2 separate regions of the Mus musculus genome follow, and region 1 is linked to region 2. Evidence: chromatin contacts called from public promoter capture Hi-C data. All regions are on one chromosome and are shown on one strand. Each heading gives the region's core, a stretch centred on a gene start, on an enhancer-like site or on the middle of the called end of the contact. The rest is flanking DNA. Distances are from core to core; before and after follow the strand shown. Region 1 overlaps Fam102b (family with sequence similarity 102, member B). Region 2 overlaps Aknad1 (AKNA domain containing 1).

Region 1 (4,785 bases), core at 449-2,948, 220 kb before region 2:
CGGATAACTTTTTTTTTTTTTTTTTTTGGTTTTTCGAGACAGGGTTTCTCTGTGTAGCCCTGGCTGTCCTGGAACTCACTTTGTAGACCAGGCTGGCCTCAAACTCAGAAATCCGCCTGCCCCTGCCTCCCAAATGCTGGGATTAAAGGCGTGCGTCACCACGCCCGGCTTGCAGATAACTTTTACAGTAAGACCTTCACCTCCATGCAGCGCCAATATTGAAGTTCTCCTGATCACCCAGGATGCTTTGGGGAAAGGATAGAACTATGACCCTTTCGAAACGTAAAACTAGCTGCTGTCTAAAAGACATAGTGAGAACCTTTATTCTGCCAGACCAAGAAACAGTAGCAGGGAGAAGCATGCTCCTTCCTTGATGGCACAGAACCACAGTCCTAAGTCATCAGTTATAACAGCAGCAGCAGAAGATCTCCTGTTGGTGAGACCATTACCTAAATAGGCTGTCTCAGAATGGCTTTTTTCACAAAGCCTGCAAGTTATTTAGTATACTCCATCATTCTGTTAGTATATTTCATTTTCTTCCTTTCTTTCTGTTTTTTCTTGTCTCAATTTTTATCTTGTAAATTTTATTTTACTTTATTTTTATTAATCATTCCATTTGTTTACATCTCAAATGATATCCCCCCTTCCTGATTACCCCTCCATAATCCCCCAATCCCGTTCCCCCCTCCCCCCTCCCCTTTGCCTCTATGAGAATGCTCCCCCAACCCCCACCCACTCCCGCCCCACCACTCCAGCATCCTCCTACCCTGGAGCATCAAACCACCACAGAACCAGGGGCCTCCCCTCCCATTAATGTCGGATACATATGTATCTGGCCAGTTCATACCCAGCATATTACAGAGCTGTGATGCAGAAACCCAAGAATGCAATGGCCAGCTAACTATTCAACTCTATCCCCAAAACTTACATACTGCCATCTTATTCTTTCACTGGCCTGAACTGCTGGTGTAGCTGCCAACCCCGGACAAGGGTTTCTTATACACTAGAGATATGGACGTCAATATATCTCTTTGTGTTTTACGTGGGAAAATTAGTCACATGGCCACACCCACCTATAGGGGAGTTGAGAAGACAGTCTCCAGCAAGGTTCCCTGTCCCCAGCTAAATTATAAAGAAGAGAAGAGATTGGGGAGTGGGGGACATCAACCAAGAGTACTTTCCCTTTTGAACTACGTCACACATGTGTAGTTCACAATACTGGCCACATATCAAGCCATCTGTGTGTTGACCAAAGGAAATCTTGAGTCCTGTCATCACTCATAATCCCAGCACATGGGAGGTGGAGGCAGGAAGAACTGGACCCCAAAGCCAGAGAGGTGTAGACCAGCCTAGGCTACCTGAAACCCTATCTGAAAGGGGGGAAGGAGAGGAGAGAGAGAGTGAAAAGGGCTTTTCCCTTTCTAAAAAGATATATTAAGACCTACAGTATTATTAAGCCTCTCATCGCTCTCCAGGGAAATCCTATGTACTGCCCTGACTGACACTGATTTTAGGATTGGGTGGCGGTAGCACAGCCTTTAATCCCAGAAAGCCTAGGCCAGACTGGCTTTCCAAGACAGCCAGAACTACACAGAGAAACCATGTCTCAAAAGGGGGAAAGGAAACCAGCAGGCGTGCCTGGGAGGAGAGTTCTCTGGAGGTTGCCGCCTCTGCAGTTCAACTGAAGGTTTTCCTCTCACTACCGTTTCAGGGTAGGATCTGGAGCCTATGAACAGGTTGTGATCAAACGCTAGGAGCGAAGCCAGCAGCGGGCGGAAGCTTCCCTGTGTGGACAACAGGTGTTTCAAGGTGTGTTAGTCAAGCATGTAAGAAAAACACAGAGCCTGTTTTCAAAGTGAAGTTCATCTGCGAGGAGGGAGGCAGAGCTGACTCATTCTTAAAGCATCCTGTACCATCCTTTCCCACCTACTCACCCACTGGGGGAGCATGTGAACGGATGGAGGGCGGGGCAGTGAAGACCTGGCCTGCCTCAGCACCCAGAACGAAAGGTCTGCTTGCGCTTCTGAAGCACCCGGAGAAAAACCGTACTGGACACATCTGAGGGTGATTTTAGTACTCCAGCGTACATATCTAAGTTGGGGGTGCTCAATAGGTCTGGGCTCTGTTTTTAAATTTTATATTTAAGAGACAGGACTTGAGGTCAGTTTAAACCCTATAAATTCTATCAAGATAGTTGTAATTCCTATGAAGTAAGTCCTCCATGTCCTGTTACCTCCGGCATTGTACTAAGCGTATTAACTCCTTTTATGCAGCAGTTGGCAGGAAGAGAGGAGGCTCATGCTTTGGGGAAATATTATGCTATAGCTTAAACATTTTAAATACTTTATAATTCTGAGCATTTCAGACTTAAGTCAAATGGCAAATGCATCCAAGTCGGCAGCAGGTGGCCAGAAGGAAGGCTGTGATGGTGCAGGGTCTATTATTCTAGTCATTAATACTAGATGAGTCACAAAACCCCAGTGCCACTGTCTAAGCGTAATAATCAGTCTGTAAAAATCTATAGGCAAGCTACGAGAAGAGCTGTTTCATAATCCATTCAGTACTAAGACTTGCTCGTCTGGCGGTCAGAACAGACGCAAACTGTTAGCTGGTCAGAAAGATAGCATTGTATCACAGCCAGACTTCTGTGAACTGACACTTACCGTGCTGTGCTAATGGACAGACGTCTGAGCAGCTGAGTAGCGTCCATTTCCTATTTCAGCCTCTTTGACCAGAGACCGTTTCCTTCTTTACTGTGTCAGACAGAATTTAGCTGTTTGAAGCCAGAGTATAGACTATCACATATCTCTAAGACAGCTTTCCGGGTCCAGATATCTAATCTGGATCCATGCTAACAGTACAGCACACAAGCTGTAGCTTCTCTGCCCTCACTTGGCAGTACCCATGTAGAGAGAGCTAAACTTCCCTTTGCTGAAGAGAAGCGTGAGGTTATATAGAGCCATCAATGCCCGAGTCCTCACCTTCACAATCAAGCCCTAAAACACAATAGGTCAGAACAGAATTGCTCTGGCTAAGGTAATTTTATGTTGCAATGCTTGAATATTTGGATTGGAAAGTTTGGAAAAATTGGAATTGTTGGCATTAGAATTTTTATTTTAATATCTCAGGAATGAGGTAGTCTGCATTAATCCAAACTACTTTTACAAATAGATTCTGAATTTAAAAAAAAAAAAAGATGACACCCTGTTTTGGAATATTTTGAATACTAAAAGGAAGGATTATCTGAGTCAGGGTCAGACATACTTGGAGGGCAGCACACTAGCACACATCTTGAGCAGGTTGTCCTCATAGGTGAGGACGAGCTGTCTGTTTCCAGATGAGCAGATCCATTTTATGTTACAACAAGATCAAAGTAAGTTTCAGCTAGAGTTAATGAAGACGTTACTTAAAGAGGTTTAGTCTGACAATTTTAAAGGCATATTTTTCTATTTTTAAAATATAATTTCTAGGCTATATTTTTATTGGCGCTTGTGCAAATGATTTTGGATTCTAAAGACAATAATAACCCTAGGTTGTGGGCCTGGTTCAGTGAGGCCGCTCATCAGACACATTCAGGTGCTGTAGTCAGGGCAGAGCTTAGCCTTCCCTGGCTACCTTGGCCCCATATCTTACCATAGGATTAGGTCTTGGTATTTTAAATGGTACAGAAACTTATTTTTTAGAACAGTATAATGTGTGGGTCTGGGGAATATAGCTCAGTTGGTAGAGTGTTTGCCTAGACTACACAGTGTCCTGGGTTTAATCCCCACCTAGTACATAAACCAGGCATAGTGGTAGATGCCTGTAAGCCCAGCACTTGAGAGGTAGAGGCAGGAGGAACAGAGGTTTAGGGTCATTCTTGGCTCCATAGGAGTTGGGAGCCAAAGTAGGCCGTGGGGTACTCTATCTCAAAAAGGGAAATGTGAAGACATTTTGAAAAGTGTAAAAATTATGCCTTTTTATTTTAACAGCTACCAATAATCTTGATTCATATAGTTTCTTGATTCATAAATCGTTAAGTATTATAAAAATTCACTTACTGACTAGAAACAGGGAGTGAGAAGGGGAAAGGATAGCTGTGACTCTCGTCAGCTAAGTCTGGATTGTCCTGCCCTGCTGTTTGCGGGCATGTTCTGCATTCATGTGTCAACACAGTCCAATCAGGATGTGAAGCGTCGCCCGCCCAAGTGTCTGCATTTCTCTTCTTTCTACACGGCATAGACTGCCAGGCTGTCTGCCACAAGGCTACTTTGAAAGCTGTTTGCTAAGTAACAAGTCTAGTTTTAACTCTGCTTTGAGTTTAGAGAACAATAGACTTGGGAAAGTAGGCTCTTAAAAAAATTTTTTTTTTAATATTTAGTTCAAATTTTAAACAGACCAATCTTGGAGAACTTTTTAGCTGTGAGTTGATTTCTACTTCTGTCCTAGCGGAAAGACAGACAGCACCAGTTACAGCTAGGATCTGTGATGAGACGAAAGGGATGCCTTGTTCAGAAGGATGCACAGGCCAGTTCAATAGAGCCTCTCCTGCCACAAGCTGGTGACAAGACTGTACAGGATGTGAAAGGCAGAGAAGACCTAGCACCATTAGTATACACCTGAATGCTGGGCTCTATTTTGTGGCAGTGTTAGGCAGCTTCTGTATACAAACGTAGATTAACATTTTTGACATTAAAGTCTTGACCAACCACCCCAAATTCTACCATCTCATTCCAGCATAAAACCATGAGAATAATATCCAAGCTAGTTTCTTCTGTATATGTTTTTGGTTTTTAGTTTGTTTTT
Region 2 (4,675 bases), core at 133-2,632:
CTTGCCTACGTAATTAGTCACTTTTCTGGGGCTGGGATAACATACCCTGACCAAGGAAACTTACAGAAGGAATGGTTTTCTTGGGCTTACAGTTTCTTGGGGATAGAGTCTGTCATGGCTGCAAGCAGCAAACGTTGCAGCCAGAGCATCAACAACAACAAAAAGGGAACCTGGGATAACACAAGTCTTAAAATTCTCAAAGCCTGCCCCCCCCCCCCGTGACACCCTTCCTCCAGCAAGGCCACACCTCCTAAATCTCCCCAAACAGAGAAACGGAGGCACGATCTGGGGACCAAGTGCTCCAATACATGAACCTGTGGAAGACAGTCTCCTTCCAGCCACCACGCTTAGCCTACAGACGGCCCTGGATGCAAGCCCCAGCAGGAACAATATTGAGCAGAGAGCAGCCCCCAGGTAATGTAAAGTCGGGGGCTCAAGGATGTGCCTGGACAATAGATCGTAACTGAAGGGGAAAAGGACATGGAGATATAGGAAATACATTCAGGGGGAAGTTTATGTTTCTACGCAACGGAAGACAAGATTGTATTCTGTAAATACCAGGGAAAGGGATTTATGCAGGTAGACGCATGTCTTGACTCCAGATTCTTCTGTTAATATGTAAAAAATGCAAACACATCATATTTATTCTGATGAGCAAGACACATCAGATCCAAAAATTACTTTTTGCATATTAATTTGTGTGTATGTATGTGTGTTATGTGTGTTGCTAGAGCTTTGTGAATGCTAGGTTACTAGGCACACTGTTGCTGAGATACATGCTGGTTTTCATTTCCTTACCTGAAATGGAGCCTCATGTAGCCCAGGCTGGCCTGGAATTCACAGAATAGCAGAGGATGACCTTTTGTCTCCGTCTCCCCAAATGCAGGATGATAGGTGTGTGCAACTGTATCTGATTTTGATTTTGAGATAGGATCTTATGTAGCCCAGCCTGACCTTGAACTCACTATGTAGCTAAAGCTGGCTTTGAACTCCAGATCCCCTTGTCTCCCTCTCTTGAGTGCTGAGGTTGCAGGTGTGCAATACCGCATCTGGCTTCAAAGGTAATACGGTTTCAATGAAGGCGCATCTGCTGAAGAAGCAAGTGATTACAAAACAAATTTGCCAATTTCTGTCCCTGCAAGTTAGCCATTGGGTGGATCCTCATGAAGATTCTGTGCTCTGCAAGACCCTGAAGTGTCACAGGATGACACTCCTTGCCCTGTTAGCTCACGTGAGACTGGGAGCTCGTCTTGAGCTCTCAGCCCTTGTTTGTCCTGATGTGGCTTCAAATAAGGGTGGGGAAAGACTCAGTCCCTCCCTTAGCCCAGAGAGAGAGCTTCTCCCGTATATGGGATATAATTGCAGTTTAAACGCTTTTGATTTATATTCATACCAGACACAGTGTGGTTGTAGCTAGGATATAAATAAACATTGTATAACTTTGGTCTCAATGTGGACGGAGGCCTGTCTTGAAATTGGCTGCCAAAATGAATGATTCCTTGGAAAACAAATACACTTACTCTCTTATATATAGAGAAAAAAGGCCTCCGGAGGGAAAACCAACATTAAACTAATTGCTGTTGGCTAATTGCGCAATATTGACCTCAGGTAGACAGCTTTCATTTATTTTTCTAAAAACTGAAATGAGGCCTCAGGGAAAAATACCTCAGGATGCTGTTTCCAAACATGAGTCATTAAAATATTTTGGCACCAAAATTTCCTGTTAAAATGCTGTGAGTGGAAAAAGCTGGACTTGACACATATTAAGCCTACTCAATGGATTCTTTTACTCCATACCGGGAAATTAATGAAAATAAGCCTGGTCTGGAGGTCTGGGATGGATTTTAAAATGATTTGGAGTGAAGAGAGGAGAGAATGAACCCGTTAAAATGGAAAGTTCACTGTGAGGGTTAATTCAAGTATCTGCCGCGACAACGGAGGCCATTGTTTAACTTGAAGCATTTGTAGTTGTCAGGATCTATGGGTCCGTCAACAGGAATCTAAGCCATCTACTGAATGGCTATCACATTTACATCATGTAGAGTTGAAAACCTGGTAGGTGAAACTACCTTAAGTCAATACTATCTGTGCACACTCAATACATTGTAGCTGCTGTTACTGCAAATTCCTGTTCATATAGAAATGACTAGTCATTGTGCCATACACCTTTTATCCCAGCACTTTGGAGGCCGAGGCAGAGGGATCTCTGTGAGTTCAAAGTCAGCCCTTGTCTTTGGCTGCCCTGGTGAATGTTTTCCATTTTCTCTCTATAGCCACCCTCTGTTTTTCTCTGCAGGAGGCTGGCCCTGACTCCACTGCATGATCAGGAGCCTTCTACTCTGGCTTCAGTTCTTTCTCATCAATAGAAGATAGCAGCAGGAGAGAGGAGTTGGGGACAGTCTTTGACCCTTTCCACTTATTACCCTGAGACCGTTTGGCTGGGGGTATCTCACCCACACCAGAACTTCAGCCTACAACTCTGCCAAAATGTCATTTCGGACCCAAACACTGCCCAAGATCAGGATATCACTATGACTTCCTACCGCTAGATCTTCTCATTTGCCTGTCCTCAAGGGGACCTCAAACTCAATGTCCTAGGCCAGCCTTGAGGCCCAGCCTCTTCCTGCTTTCCCTACCCTTTCTGAATTGGATCCTTCACTTTGGTTTCTGATTTCAGTTATCCAAACCAGGACTCTGTAACTATCCACACCTCCTCCTTTTCTTGACTTCATTCCTTTAAATCTATCACCCGCTGCCACGGATGCGGGTCACTACTGGAGTGGATGTGGCAACCCCCCTCTCCATCCTTCAGACCCTCATAACTTGCCCAGTGTTGGCTTCCTATTATTCCTAGCCTACAGTCTCACCCCCATGGCGCTTGCTATCCCTTGGCTTCAATTCCTGTTGCTCCACCATCACACTCAGGATGAAATCCAAGCTCCTTCCATGACATGGTCCTTGCCTGGTGCTCTGGTCTCCATGTGCACTCTGAGCCCTGTGCCTGGTGCTCTGGTCTCCATGTGCCTGCTGGGTTCTCACACTTGTCGTACATAGCCTTTGTGCTGTTGCCCACGCTGGTCCTTTTTCTGGAAGATTCTTGTTCCCTATCCTGCCGAGCTCACTGTTTCTCAAGCTGTAGTACCCAAGTGAGCAGGCATTCTCAGGACCACCCAAAGTCTCCCCTCAGTGGCAAAGGATGAACTCCTGCTAGGCTGTGCATCTGCTTGCCAATCTGTTCCTAGTAGAATAAAAGACACTTGGGAAGGAGGTGTTTCTTGGAATCTCTGGTGCCCTGGACAGGCATTCAAAAGTGCTTGCTAAGTGTTTTCTGAATGAATAGAGCAGCTAGCTAATCAATGTGGTGAGCAAATGAAGGATGGATTGGTTAATTAATATGATGAGTGAATAACTAATCACTGGGTTCTGTCCTGGGTTTGGCCCATAGTGTGGGGTTTCTGCAGCACAGTTTGCCCTGAATCTTGCTCAAGCCTTCATCAGGTCTTCTGGCTGTGGCCAGTGCTGACCCCGTGGCCTAAACTCCATCTTCTCCATCTTCAGCTCATTTGTTCTGCTCAGTTTCAACCTTTTCCCCCTTGCTCCATCTCCATTTCTTATGACAGCAAAGCTGTTCTGGTGACAACATGAATTAGTCATTCAATCGACTGTGATAACAAGCCAGGGTGTGAACGTGTGGCAAAGGTGAATGTACTGAGCCACGAAGCCATGCACTGAGCTTCCTCGTTAAGCATCTCTGGAGTCTCGTGTCCCGAGTTGTCAGATACCAGGGACTTTTACAGTTGAAATCTACCAGGGCCCATCCGATGTGGACAGATTCACCACTTACGAGGATTTTATGTTCTTCTCTGGAACAGTCCATGGTCTGGGGTTTATTATACAGTAACTGGTGAGGTAAGAAATAGCTTCCTTGGGGAAAAAAGAAGGATAAATACATCTAGAAGCAGAATTCTAAACCATATAACTCCAGAAACTGAGATGGTTTTAATTCCCCTTCTCCATTTCCTCGCCTACCACTGTGCAGACTATTCATGGCTATGGAAAGCCTCTCTGCATTTACCCACTGGAATTTCCAAATAAAGATTAAAAAACCAGATTAAGTTCATTACCAGTCTTATGTCTTGCAAATGGCAGAAAGAGTCCTGTTTTATTCTTTTGGAAAATTCTTGTACCTGCAGTTTAAAAAAAAATGCAACATTTCATTCACAGCATGGCCTCTCCTGTGTGGTGTTAGTTGTCTCTAATGCTACTGATAAACTTGAAATGTGTGTGGAGCTGGTGAGATGGCTCAGTGAGCAAAGACGCTTTCAGTTAGCTTGGCAACCAGAGCTTGATTCCCCAGATGCCCACAGAATGGGAAGAGGACCAGGTCCTTCAAGTTGTCCTCTGACTCTCTCTGTCTGTCTCTCTCTCTCTGTCCCTCTCTCTGTCCCTCTCTCTGCCCCTCTTTCTGTCTCTGTCTCTCTCCCTCCCTCCCTCCCTCCCTTTCTCCCCCATGTCTCTCATACATTCTTAATAATGATTACCTTATTCTTCAGTTGGTCAGTCTGTTCTTTCAGTTTCTGGCACATCTGTTTTCCATGGGAGATCTTTTGAAATATGTAAGAATTTGAGAAAGGATCTTTTTGAGGTGTTGGTGTCAAATTCAAGCAACATTTCT

What was found. Capture Hi-C pulls out chosen DNA fragments and counts their contacts.
Region 1: a contact with region 2 is called in a promoter capture Hi-C map of adipose tissue. The contact joins two enhancer-like sites. A contact is called at or near these places in 2 of 9 other capture datasets (adipose tissue and liver).

The regions. Positions count from the first base shown.
Region 1 is chr3:108,972,269-108,977,053 of GRCm38.p6, reverse strand. It overlaps Fam102b (family with sequence similarity 102, member B), which reads left to right. Exons shown (of 11, transcript NM_001163567.1): 11 at 1,712-4,785. The coding sequence ends at 1,754. It also overlaps a transcript of Henmt1 not described here. Among named protein-coding and RNA genes, the nearest start is that of Gm43221, 26 kb to the left of the region's middle. Within about 2 kb of position 1,698, at least 31 of the 459 cell types and tissues checked have an H3K27ac peak or open chromatin away from gene starts, as enhancers often do. A contact at or near this core is called in adipose tissue, where this site is marked.
Region 2 is chr3:108,756,753-108,761,427 of GRCm38.p6, reverse strand. Aknad1 (AKNA domain containing 1) reads right to left here. Exons shown (of 12, transcript NM_177859.3): 4 at 4,542-4,675; 5 at 4,125-4,187. Among named protein-coding and RNA genes, the nearest start is that of Aknad1, 19 kb to the right of the region's middle. Within about 2 kb of position 1,382, at least 42 of the 459 cell types and tissues checked have an H3K27ac peak or open chromatin away from gene starts, as enhancers often do. A contact at or near this core is called in adipose tissue, where this site is marked.